Regions from separate parts of the Gasterosteus aculeatus genome. Here region 2 is linked to region 1. Evidence: chromatin contacts called from public Hi-C data. All regions are on one chromosome and are shown on one strand. Each heading gives the region's core, a stretch centred on a gene start, on an enhancer-like site or on the middle of the called end of the contact. The rest is flanking DNA. Distances are from core to core; before and after follow the strand shown.

Region 1 (5,139 bases), core at 1,327-3,826:
TATATATATATATATATATATATATATAAATGCTCAACTCTACTTGGTAGGGGCCGATTGTTTCAGATGATGGATGTCACACTCTCACCCGTCAACACACGGCCCCTGCTGCTTTTAATTGCCCAATCAGAAAGCTGGAACATTCGTTATTGTGGGGCAGTTACGGCCAGATGGCACAACATTCCTCTCATACACAAACACGCGCAAACACACACACTCACACAAACGTACACTTGCTCACGCAGGCACATGAAATCTACCTTTCTTTAATCATCCTCTGTTTGATTGTGGGTGAACGACGCCTAACCGAACGTGAGGCGTCTGTCTGTGCCGTCCTCACGCACAACGGTGATGTCTCGCAGTTGTCACAACACGTTAAAACGCTGACACCTGTAAGTACGCGCTGTCTTCATAACGGTCCACTTTAATCTCAAAAACAACACTCACCATTTAGCAATGAAACGTAACAGCAGGTTTGTTGGGCTGACGTGGATTCGTGACAACTCGTCAAACATTTGTAGACGGATCAAAAAGAAGAAAAGTAGACTTATCAATTTTAAGGGGGGGCTCTGTGATGACTCTCTTTACTGGATCTCTGCCTAGATCTTTTGCATGGGAAGTCAATAAGCTCAACCAGATCTAGTGTACGCTGTCAAACTATGAAACCCAGATCAAAGTCCCACGTGTCGTCCTGATGCGGTGCGACTGTTTTAGTTTGTGTCAATGCTGCTAGTTGAAAAGACGCGGGACCGAAGGTCTCGTCTCACACACCCGTCTGACTGACGGTAGATGCTGTTCTGTGCATCAACAGATGGGGGCAGTATGATACCAGTGAAAAATAGATTTGATACAATCCATTGCTTTATATTTTTGTTTGTCTCTCATTTTACCCCGTCCCTCTGTCCTCTCTTGATATCACTTTTTTCCACATTCAGCTCCATCCAATTGTCTTTGTCTGCCCGTCTTTCTCCTACTGCTTTTTGCAGTAATGCGTACGCAGCGAGGGCAACACAGGCACAAATGTGAGCTAATCTCAAGTCTTGACACACCTCTTTCAATTATGAGCTTCAATGCGTGTAATTAGAAAAGAATAAAATGCATTTCAGTTTTCATTAAGGAATGTCATTGATTGGCTCTGTCTCTTTGTCTCTTGTTTTGATGAAGTTAACTTTGAGGGGAATAAACAGCCCGATCAGACCAGCTGCAGACGGGCATGCACGCTCGTGTGTCACATTGTCTTTTGCTGTGTGTCTTTTTAATCTGCCCAACTACGGAAAATAGAAATGGGTTCTACCACAAAGCATAAGATCGTAACCGAGAGAGGGAGGATTAAAATCCGGAGGAAAAAAAGTAATAAATCACGGGACGAGATGCGAGGGGAAAGCAAGCGAGTGTTTAAAAAAGGAACAAGTGGTGGAGAGCCGGCTGGAATAGAGGAGGTGAGGGGGAAGACATAATTGGTGCTCTGTTCTGGGGACATCTTGCTGCAACGCAAAAAAATAAGCCGCAGAAATATGAGTTTGAGTAAGAGATTGAACTAAATGAGAGCAATCGCACATTTCAAACCGTGTGTGTGTGTTTGTCATGGAAACAGCAGAAGTTTTCATGCCAGTGGCCGTGCCTGGATGGGTGGATGCACTCGTTGCCCACACCTTTTTGTTTTCATGCATTTTGTGTGTATGTCCAACTCCCAAGCTTTCCTGTGTGTGCGTGTGTGTGTGTGTGTGCGTGTGTGTGTGTGCGTGCGTGTGTGCGTGCGCGCGCACACGCTCGGCGGAACAGAGGCTCTGTGTCAGCAGCGGTGTGCCCTCAGTGAGCCTCTCTAATTACAGTCTAGGGTTTCAGCGTTCAGCCCGTCCATCTTCCTGTTTAAACCTTAAACCCGGCTAAGGCAGCCGGGCCCCACTGAGCCAAGGTAAACCATACAGCTAATTAGACAGACCGGCTTCCATCTCTCCACCAACGGGGGGCGGGGGGGGTGGAGGCATGGAGGGAGGGAGAAAGAAGGAAGGAACAGAGAGACAAAAAGAAAGATGTCAGTAAGAAAGGGAAGACATGAGGACAAAGCAAGATAATAAGTGTTTAATTTTAAGTAATTTCTGTACGACCCCGCCCCCCCCCACCCAAAAAAACCCTTTCATCAACCAGCATCTTATCGTCTCATTGGCGCGTGCCCGTCCTCCTGTGTCCCGGCAGAGAGTGAGGAGTTTTCGAGGCAGTACGATGTTCGTCTATTGGTGTTTTGACACTCTAGCTAAGTTTTTGAACCCAGAGGTGATTTGCATATTGTAAACAAATGTAAACGCTGGGAGAAGGTCATTGGTCAACCTGAGGGCAGCTAATCTGCATAATTGGCTCCGGTGGTTCAAATTAGAGCCTGCTGCTGCTCTGCTGAGAGAGGGAAACGGGGTGTGGGGGTGCAATTATGGTCATATGCAGCCAATGGAAAAAAAAGAAGAGAAAAAAGTCATTTTTCTTTTCTTTTTTTTTTTCCTTCTTTTCTGCAGCCGTTGCCTCTCCTCCCCGGCTCATTCTGTCCAATGAGAGCGCTGTGCTGCCCCGACAGCAATCTGAAATTCATCTCGCTCCACGACAGCCAAACCCCACCCCCCTCGCAGAGAGAGACAGCGAGAGGGAAAATGAGGGAGACAGGAAACGAATGAATGAGAGAGAAAAAGAGAAAAGAAGAAGGAGAGGGTGAAAAGCGGGAGACGGCATCTCGACTAGGCGGGGCGGTACAAAACGTGAGAGGGGAAGGCGCAGCGAGGGTGAGAATGGGAGACCGAGGGTGAGAGGCAGACATTGGCTCTGGAGAAGGAGCTAACAACGAGGAGAGGACCGAGAGGCTCGAGAAATGGAGGGGAAAATGAGACGTACTGCAGCGGGAGATAGGGTGACAGATCTGTTCTGCTCGCACCAAACACCATTTTCTCCTGCCTGTCCTGTCCTGAGCGAGGGGGGGGGGGGGGAGAAAAAAACGCCACATTTGCAGATTCTGGCTTATCGCTGAAATACTAGAAATCATGTTTTTGTCCGTCCGTGTGTGTGTGTGTGTACAGGGAGAGGTTGGATAAGGGCACAGTAAATAAATCATGGGGGGCTCATTGGAAGAAGGTCACCGGCTGGACCCTGTCTACACACACGCACACACACACACACACATCCATGCGTGCTGACAGGCCCCTGCCCCTCATTTCGGGGTGCTCTGGGTGATTCTCTCAGTGTAATGGCTTCTACCCCATTTCCAGTCTCCTGTCTGAGAAGAAATCACACACACAGAGCCTCCAACGGTAGCTCACACACCGACATACACACACCTGGCCAGTCGGGCATTTGGGAAAGGGGAACGGATGGAAACAGTCGGGTAAATACATCCTTTTTGTAGATATTTGCTGTTTGTCTGCGTCGGCATGCCGTATGTACCATGAAGCCTTATCTCTTATTATTTCTTCGCTCTTGGGTGTCCACCGCGTTGTATATTCCCAGTCTCAGCCGTGTGTTTTTGTTACTTTCTCACTGTAAACACTCTCTTATTCTTGTGTATGTTTTAAAGAGGCCCCCCTGCTCGAGTTTGGCCCTCTTGAGTGCGGGTTCCTATTTCTTCCCAGCTCGCTGTTTTGTCAGGGAAAGATCCCCAGCGAGTGCACGGCCAGGTGCAGGCAGAGCCGCAGTCAAATTTGACGCATTGAACAGTCAGGTGAGTTGTGCCGTCAATCGGGATGGTGCAGAACCAGTCGGAAGGGTTTTTCACCAGTTACTTGTCACGCGTTAAGTCTCACCGTGGAGCAAAAGTCGACACCTTGAGGGATTTAAAATGGCTGCAGTGACTTATTGAAAACTCTCATGGTCCGTTGAGTTGATTTATTCATGTATACTGGTCATGTCCTGTAGTCTGCAGAGTTGATGTTCAACTTCTCGGAAAGCTAGTCATTAAAATATTGTTGTTCTTTCCGGCAGGTTCTCTCATAAACTGTGACGGGGAGGGGGAAATATTCTAATGATATGCTAATTATAGCGAATATTGCACATAGTACTTTTTGAGACTAAACTGAGATTAATCTTGAGCGTCTGAGTTTTATTGTTGACTGTTTATCTGGGCTCCAAGGCCCAAATTAAAACATGATTAATGGTTTATAACTTGTTGAGAATTAGCATGTTTTCATGTGTATATAAATGCGTGACTGAGTGGATTAGCGAGTGAGTGGGTGAGACGGATACAGCGTGAGTGAGAGACGGAGAAAGAGGTGCCAGGAAGGAGCAGGAGAGATGCATATGCCTGTCTGAATTTCTATCCGTCTGTGGAGGGCGGCAAGTGGGAGGGTCCATCAATCACTCCCAATCATTTATATTCAGCGACTCATATCCCTCCACCGCGATTGGGAGTGCGAGAGACTGCACTCCTTTGCATAGGCAGGAGAAACTGTTGAAAAGCCGTCTGAGGAAACTGAATATAAGGGCCGTGTTGATGTATACATTTGGTGTTTTCGTTCAGCGTGAAGAGCTGAGGCTAAATGCGTGTGTTTCATTTGCCCGTGTGGTTACAAATGCAACCTCACTGCCGTGCATGAGGCCTTTTCGACAACTTCTGCTTTACTTCTGCTTTACTTCTGCTTTACATCTGCGTTGCAACGCCTCAGTCAGGAATCTTTAATGTGGAAACAGTTGTTTTTTTAAAGTTTAAATACTGGATGGATAAACTGGATATAAAAAGTATGTTTTGAATGAATGGAGCTGAATAGACTGAACAGAATATTCAGTCCTCTCTATCAGGATTCATTAAGTTTTTTTTGCATATATTTTGATGTTGATGTTGATGTAGAAAGCTCAGACTATTTAGCCAGGATGGGCAATATGGAGCAAATCTCATATTCCAGTATATATTTGTCATTATGATATTAACATGTAAATCAACCCTAACCCAAAACATTCACATTAAATATCCCTGCAGAATCTGTTTTTGTCTAGTAAATCAAGTTTAATGTAAGAAAGTCACGGCTCTTCTTTGCACTAATGAAAAAATGTCACAACCTTAAATAAAACGTACAAATCCTTATCATTTGCTATTTAAGTCTGAAGCTGCAACTCTCCTTTTATTCGCTTTTTATCAAATCATCTTCCAAATATTATTTCATTTTAGTG
Region 2 (5,047 bases), core at 1,668-4,167, 360 kb after region 1:
AATGCACAACACGTGCATTCATTTATTTCTACACACGGACATATGTGTAATTTTATTACTGGAATCTGGAAAAGTGTAGATTAATATTCACAATGTGTAGAGATATAAGAGCAGATTCATCTACAGTCTTTTTTTTGTACTACACTTACTTGGCATGAGTAAAAACGTATTGAAGTGAAAGGAACACGAACACATTAAAATTCCATCAATCCAATTTTGCTAAAATATCCATCTGAGTAGTGTGATTCGAGAAAGAAGCATAATCATTATGCCAAAACATATTCAGGAATTATACATTGTAACGTATTCAGGAATCACCTGGATTTATTTGGAACCCCTCAAACTTAAACATGAACTTCACAGAAAGATTAGGAATGTGTTTGTAATCCTTTTGTTGTGAGAATCAATTAAATATTTCAATGCGCAAAACCTCATGTGTAGTGTTCTTATTATTGTATTTTCTCAATCACCTCTGGCAAGATACTTTGTAAATGAACCTCAAGGTAAATTAAATATTCATGCACTTTGAATCAGTCTTTTGGACTGATGCATCACACAGAATCTATATCTGAGGAGCAGCATTGACTGTTTTCTCAGAAAAGTTCAGTTCAAGTCAGAGGCTGTAGCTGTACGCTTCTAAATTCTGTCTCAATGGATGTTTTAGGACATCCACAAACACACATATTACAAACATTCGGCATGCTGGTAACACCTCAGTAGTCACATGCTTGGCTATATATCTATGATAATGGTTACTATACTGATGATCCGAGCTATTTACTTTAAATGGGTCGTTATCGGTGGAAGACTCTGCCTTGTGATGGTGATGAGGGCTTTGACAGATATATTGCCAAGTGGGAATAGGTGGTGGTGATGAGCCACAGGAGTGCGGCTACTATCCGGGGCTTTTCTTTTTCCCTTTTTTTTTTTTTTATTCTCTCCCTGTGTCTCTACACCTCATCGTCGCTTCACCTCTTTGTCCTTTGGTTCAATTTTCGAATCACAAGTCAGGAGCAGTCGAGTGCTGCCGTTCCGCCGCACGACGGCGTGTCTCGGCATACTAAAAGGAGGCGATGGTAAATGCGTGAGTTGGAAACGTATTAGTTAACACAAAGTCTGTGCTGTGTTTTTTTTTTTTATTGAATTATGAAGAATTTACGACAGCAAATTGATCCGGGGTATCGCTTTCTGCGCGGCTCCTGTTCTGCATGTTTAAGATATAGTGCAGCACTTGAGTATCTGTCTCTTTGGGGAGTTGGCAGGGAGCAAAGCATGCCGTGTGATGCTCCGCTCATCCCAATCACAGCTTTGGGTCTTCAAAGAAAATAGGATGTCTCAAGTTCATATTTGACACGGCTAATAATAAAACTACTTAAAACTATAAAGTCGCTCCCAATTTCCCCCCGTTTTCACAAGCCAGTGTTTATCTCCCCATTTTAATTAGTAAGTGGCATTAATTTCTGCTGTTGCTTTTATCGCCAATCATTTACAAGCACAGGGATGATCATGTTAATATTACCGAATTACGGAATACATTTCCTAGGTTAATTAGGTTGTTCTTTTTAATTAGAATGTAATTACGGGAAATGGTGTCTTTTCAAGGGGAGGTCCAGGCCATCAAACAGCACAAGGGGTGCAGTTCCAATGGGGCTGAGCCTGTAGGCAACAGTGCCCTCTGGATGCAACAAATAGAACTGAAACTGCCCTTTTTTCTAGTATTCCTACTACGGTTTGCATGTGAGTCTTTATCATTGTGTCCGGGCAAGTTCAGATTGGAGTAGTGTGTTTATGTGGTAGACCAACACGAACACGGTAACTTCTTTGAAAACAGCGTAATGATTAAACAGTGAGTGAGAAGTTTATACAGTCACCGAACACTCTTCAGCAACTACTAGGATATCGATATGATGTGCTGAAGGCTGCAGTAACAAATGTTTAGCATTACAGTCAGTTTTTTCATCAAACTACAAAGACCCTGTTGGATCTGTGCGTGTGTGTGAATAGAAAAAGGCGAGATGACCTCTGCGTGACGGGATATGATTGTAATGGTAAGTACAACGGTTGTGTTTAACATGATTCTACTATAGCTCACATATTACACATGTTTTAAGGAAGATTTTTCAAATGACATTTCGTTTAATCTAAATAAACATAATATCTGTCTGTGCAGGAGGGTCTTTGAAACAGAATTCAGACCACAACAACACGAGACAAAGAGACGGAGCACAAAAGTCATTTTCTAGTCGTGTTCCGTAGACTGCTTATCCACAACGTCTCTCTTCCAGCAGGTGGTCCATGTAAACATTTGCCACTCATTCATCCTACGCTCAACAAGGCGGAGGTCTGTATCCTCGCTGATGCTCCGCTGCTCAAAAGCACAAACCTCTCCTCAAGCATTGGCAACTTCGCCTTATGGACTCTATAGGCTTCTTTTATGCGTGTTGATGTGGTTGTGTATCTCAGGCCCTGCCAGGGGGGCCGGATGGGGGTGAGGGGGGGGTTAGAGCTCAGGGACAGTGTGTGTCGAGCCTGCTCCGGCATCACATGAGCAGAGCCGCACCGCCAAACTAAAACACGTATTCTTGCGGCAAATGGAAATATGATTAATACATTACGTTAATAAATAAAATGTGAGTTATTTTTAAAAGAGTCTTTGATTGCTAGTCTGAAATCGGTTACTTGTGTCTGGGAACACTTCCACTCACAGTCTCTGGTGTTTTTCAAAATGATGGCTGCCACCACGAGCTGAGGAGTTATTAATGTGGTCGTCTGCAGGTCCTCACAAGTCAAGTGTTATTATTTCTGCGCTGGTCGGCGTGTCTTTATACCCGCGGTGTGCTTGCCCGTGCGACTCACACCAACACCCTCTCCCTCCATCACACTCACAAACAGCTAACGTAGGGCTGTTTACCTGGCCGGCTATCTCCAGGCCAATCCTTCACATGGGGTAAGGCAATTACAAACTCTGCATGTCACCACCACTATGCCACCCACCCACCCACCCACACACACACACACACACACACACACATTCATTTTGGCACACACTCGGAGACACACCCCTTCGCCTCGAACCGCGCTGCACACTTTCTCCCTATTTCATCTCGCTCCAGGTCCCTCTCCCTCCCTCTCTGCATGTCATTCTCTGTCACTCGCCTTGTGCAAAATTGCAGTGAGGCAAGCTGCCACAGTATTGAGGAATAGTGTCATATACTGGCAATTTCCTCCCCAGGTGTCAGGCATACTTTACCTTAATATGTCTGCAGCGACTCTTAATAAAACAGTCTTGTCTATATACATATCTCTACCGCAGACCCCGGCCTGCGCCACGCTGCACACGGCACTCAATAGCATGCTGTTAAATATTTACCTCCGCTGAATGTCAATGGAAGAGGAGTAGGTGGAGAGGAGGAGAGGAGACGTGGGAGAGAAATGGAAAATGTGTCCCCGGTTGGTGTTTTAGCTGTCTGGATCTGTTCCAAAGCAGTCTGGGAGAAATTCCATATCAGCCAGCGGAATGTTTTAGGATATCGTGACGCCGTATCAATGTAGCCTGCCTGCTTGAGTGGAAAGAAAGAAAAAACAACAAAAAAAAAAAAAAATGGCGAGGAATGGGAAATTGAAAAACAGTTGGGTATTTGTGACTAGAGTATTTGGATACAAAGAAATGTACTGTACCTGTCTGCCTTGTGTTCATAATCTCCGAGCCTTGTCAATGTGCTGACGAGTCTTTGACTCAGAAATGAACAGTATGTCTCCCGCAGAGAGTCTGGGAAAACGTTATCACAACGCCAACCAAGACAGACTGTTCGGGGTAAGGATTAGGCCATGCATTGCAGGAATTCGCTGCTAAGCATGCTTTATTGTTTTTGTTGTTGCATCTCAAATATGCAGAGCTGTATTGCGTCTCTGTGTGTCTTGTCAGCTGCTGCTTTTGCAGAAAGGTGCAGTAGGGATGAGGAACACAATTAGACACTTGACCTTCACCTTCAAGGTTCTGCAGGCTCAGATTGATTTTGGCGTGTGTCTTTTTTTCAAAGTGATATAGATGCACAGTACATAGCCTGGATAATTTCTAACATTATACATCAATTGGCGACCCATTCAAGTAGTGTGTTTACCCAGAGACGGCTGCACGTCAGAAGCCACAATCTACCGTCCAACCCTGCAAACTTTGTCACTTTGTCAGCAGGACTAGTCTCTTCGGTGAAAGTTTGAAAAGTGTCTAGTGGATGTTAACTATGTGGCAGGTGATCCCGGTAATAATCATGAGCTTGAAGGAAGGAAAGCTAACATCTCCTTCAAGTGCAGATTCTCCAGCTCAGACTAGCAGGCAGAAATATCCTCAGCGAGGGGAAACAGGGAAAAAAAAAAGCAAGAAAAACGACGGCTGGCTTTTTAATGACTTTCTGCACATTAGAATAATCTGTCATTTCAATTAGCGGGATTGTCATCTGTGAGATGTCTCCCACTGCATCCACACATACCACACATACCTTAAGGTTGTCATCTGTACCCCTCATGGGAGAGAAGCAGGGTTGTCAAAGCAACCCCCCTCCACCCCGCCCCTACCCCCTCCCCCACGCACACACACACACACACACACACACACACACCACCCGCACCACAACTACACACACACGCCATCCCTAAAAAACAAAGCGAGGTTTCAAGGGAAATTGCTTGACAGCAGCTTAAAAGCCAGTCAGGAATAACTTATCAGGCGAGGGCTGCCATCGTGCCTCGCGGGGTCATTTCATTACGATTACCTTACCCTCCTTAACTCAAAGAGAGCGAAGCAAGAGAATGAGTAAGAGAGGGAGGGGGCGGGTTGCAGGTGCTAGTGGTGGTGGTGGTGGTGATGACGGCAGGGGGGGGGGGTAAACTCTTCAAGATAGATAGAAAGGAAGCCGAAGTCTCAGAAAGTGCTTAACTTTTACTTTTCTTCTTTCTCACTTTCTCACGTTTTTAAACTTGTCCCGGTAATGAGCTTACATCTTCTTCTTTTTTTTCTTCTTCTTTTGGGCTGCTCCCCACTATGTACAGT

Evidence for each region. A called contact is a pair of places that touch in the nucleus more often than the background predicts.
Region 2: a Hi-C map of liver shows a contact between it and region 1, with 7 times the contacts expected there. The contact joins two enhancer-like sites. A contact is called at or near these places in 3 of 6 Hi-C or Micro-C datasets (liver and skeletal muscle).

The regions. Positions count from the first base shown.
Region 1 is chr21:12,230,080-12,235,218 of fGasAcu3.hap1.1, forward strand. No RefSeq gene overlaps it. Among protein-coding and RNA genes, the nearest start is that of LOC120811611, 18 kb to the left of the region's middle. Within about 2 kb of position 2,577, at least 1 of the 9 cell types and tissues checked has open chromatin away from gene starts, as enhancers often do.
Region 2 is chr21:12,584,809-12,589,855 of fGasAcu3.hap1.1, forward strand. No RefSeq gene overlaps it. Among protein-coding and RNA genes, the nearest start is that of hnf4g, 40 kb to the right of the region's middle. Within about 2 kb of position 2,918, at least 1 of the 9 cell types and tissues checked has open chromatin away from gene starts, as enhancers often do.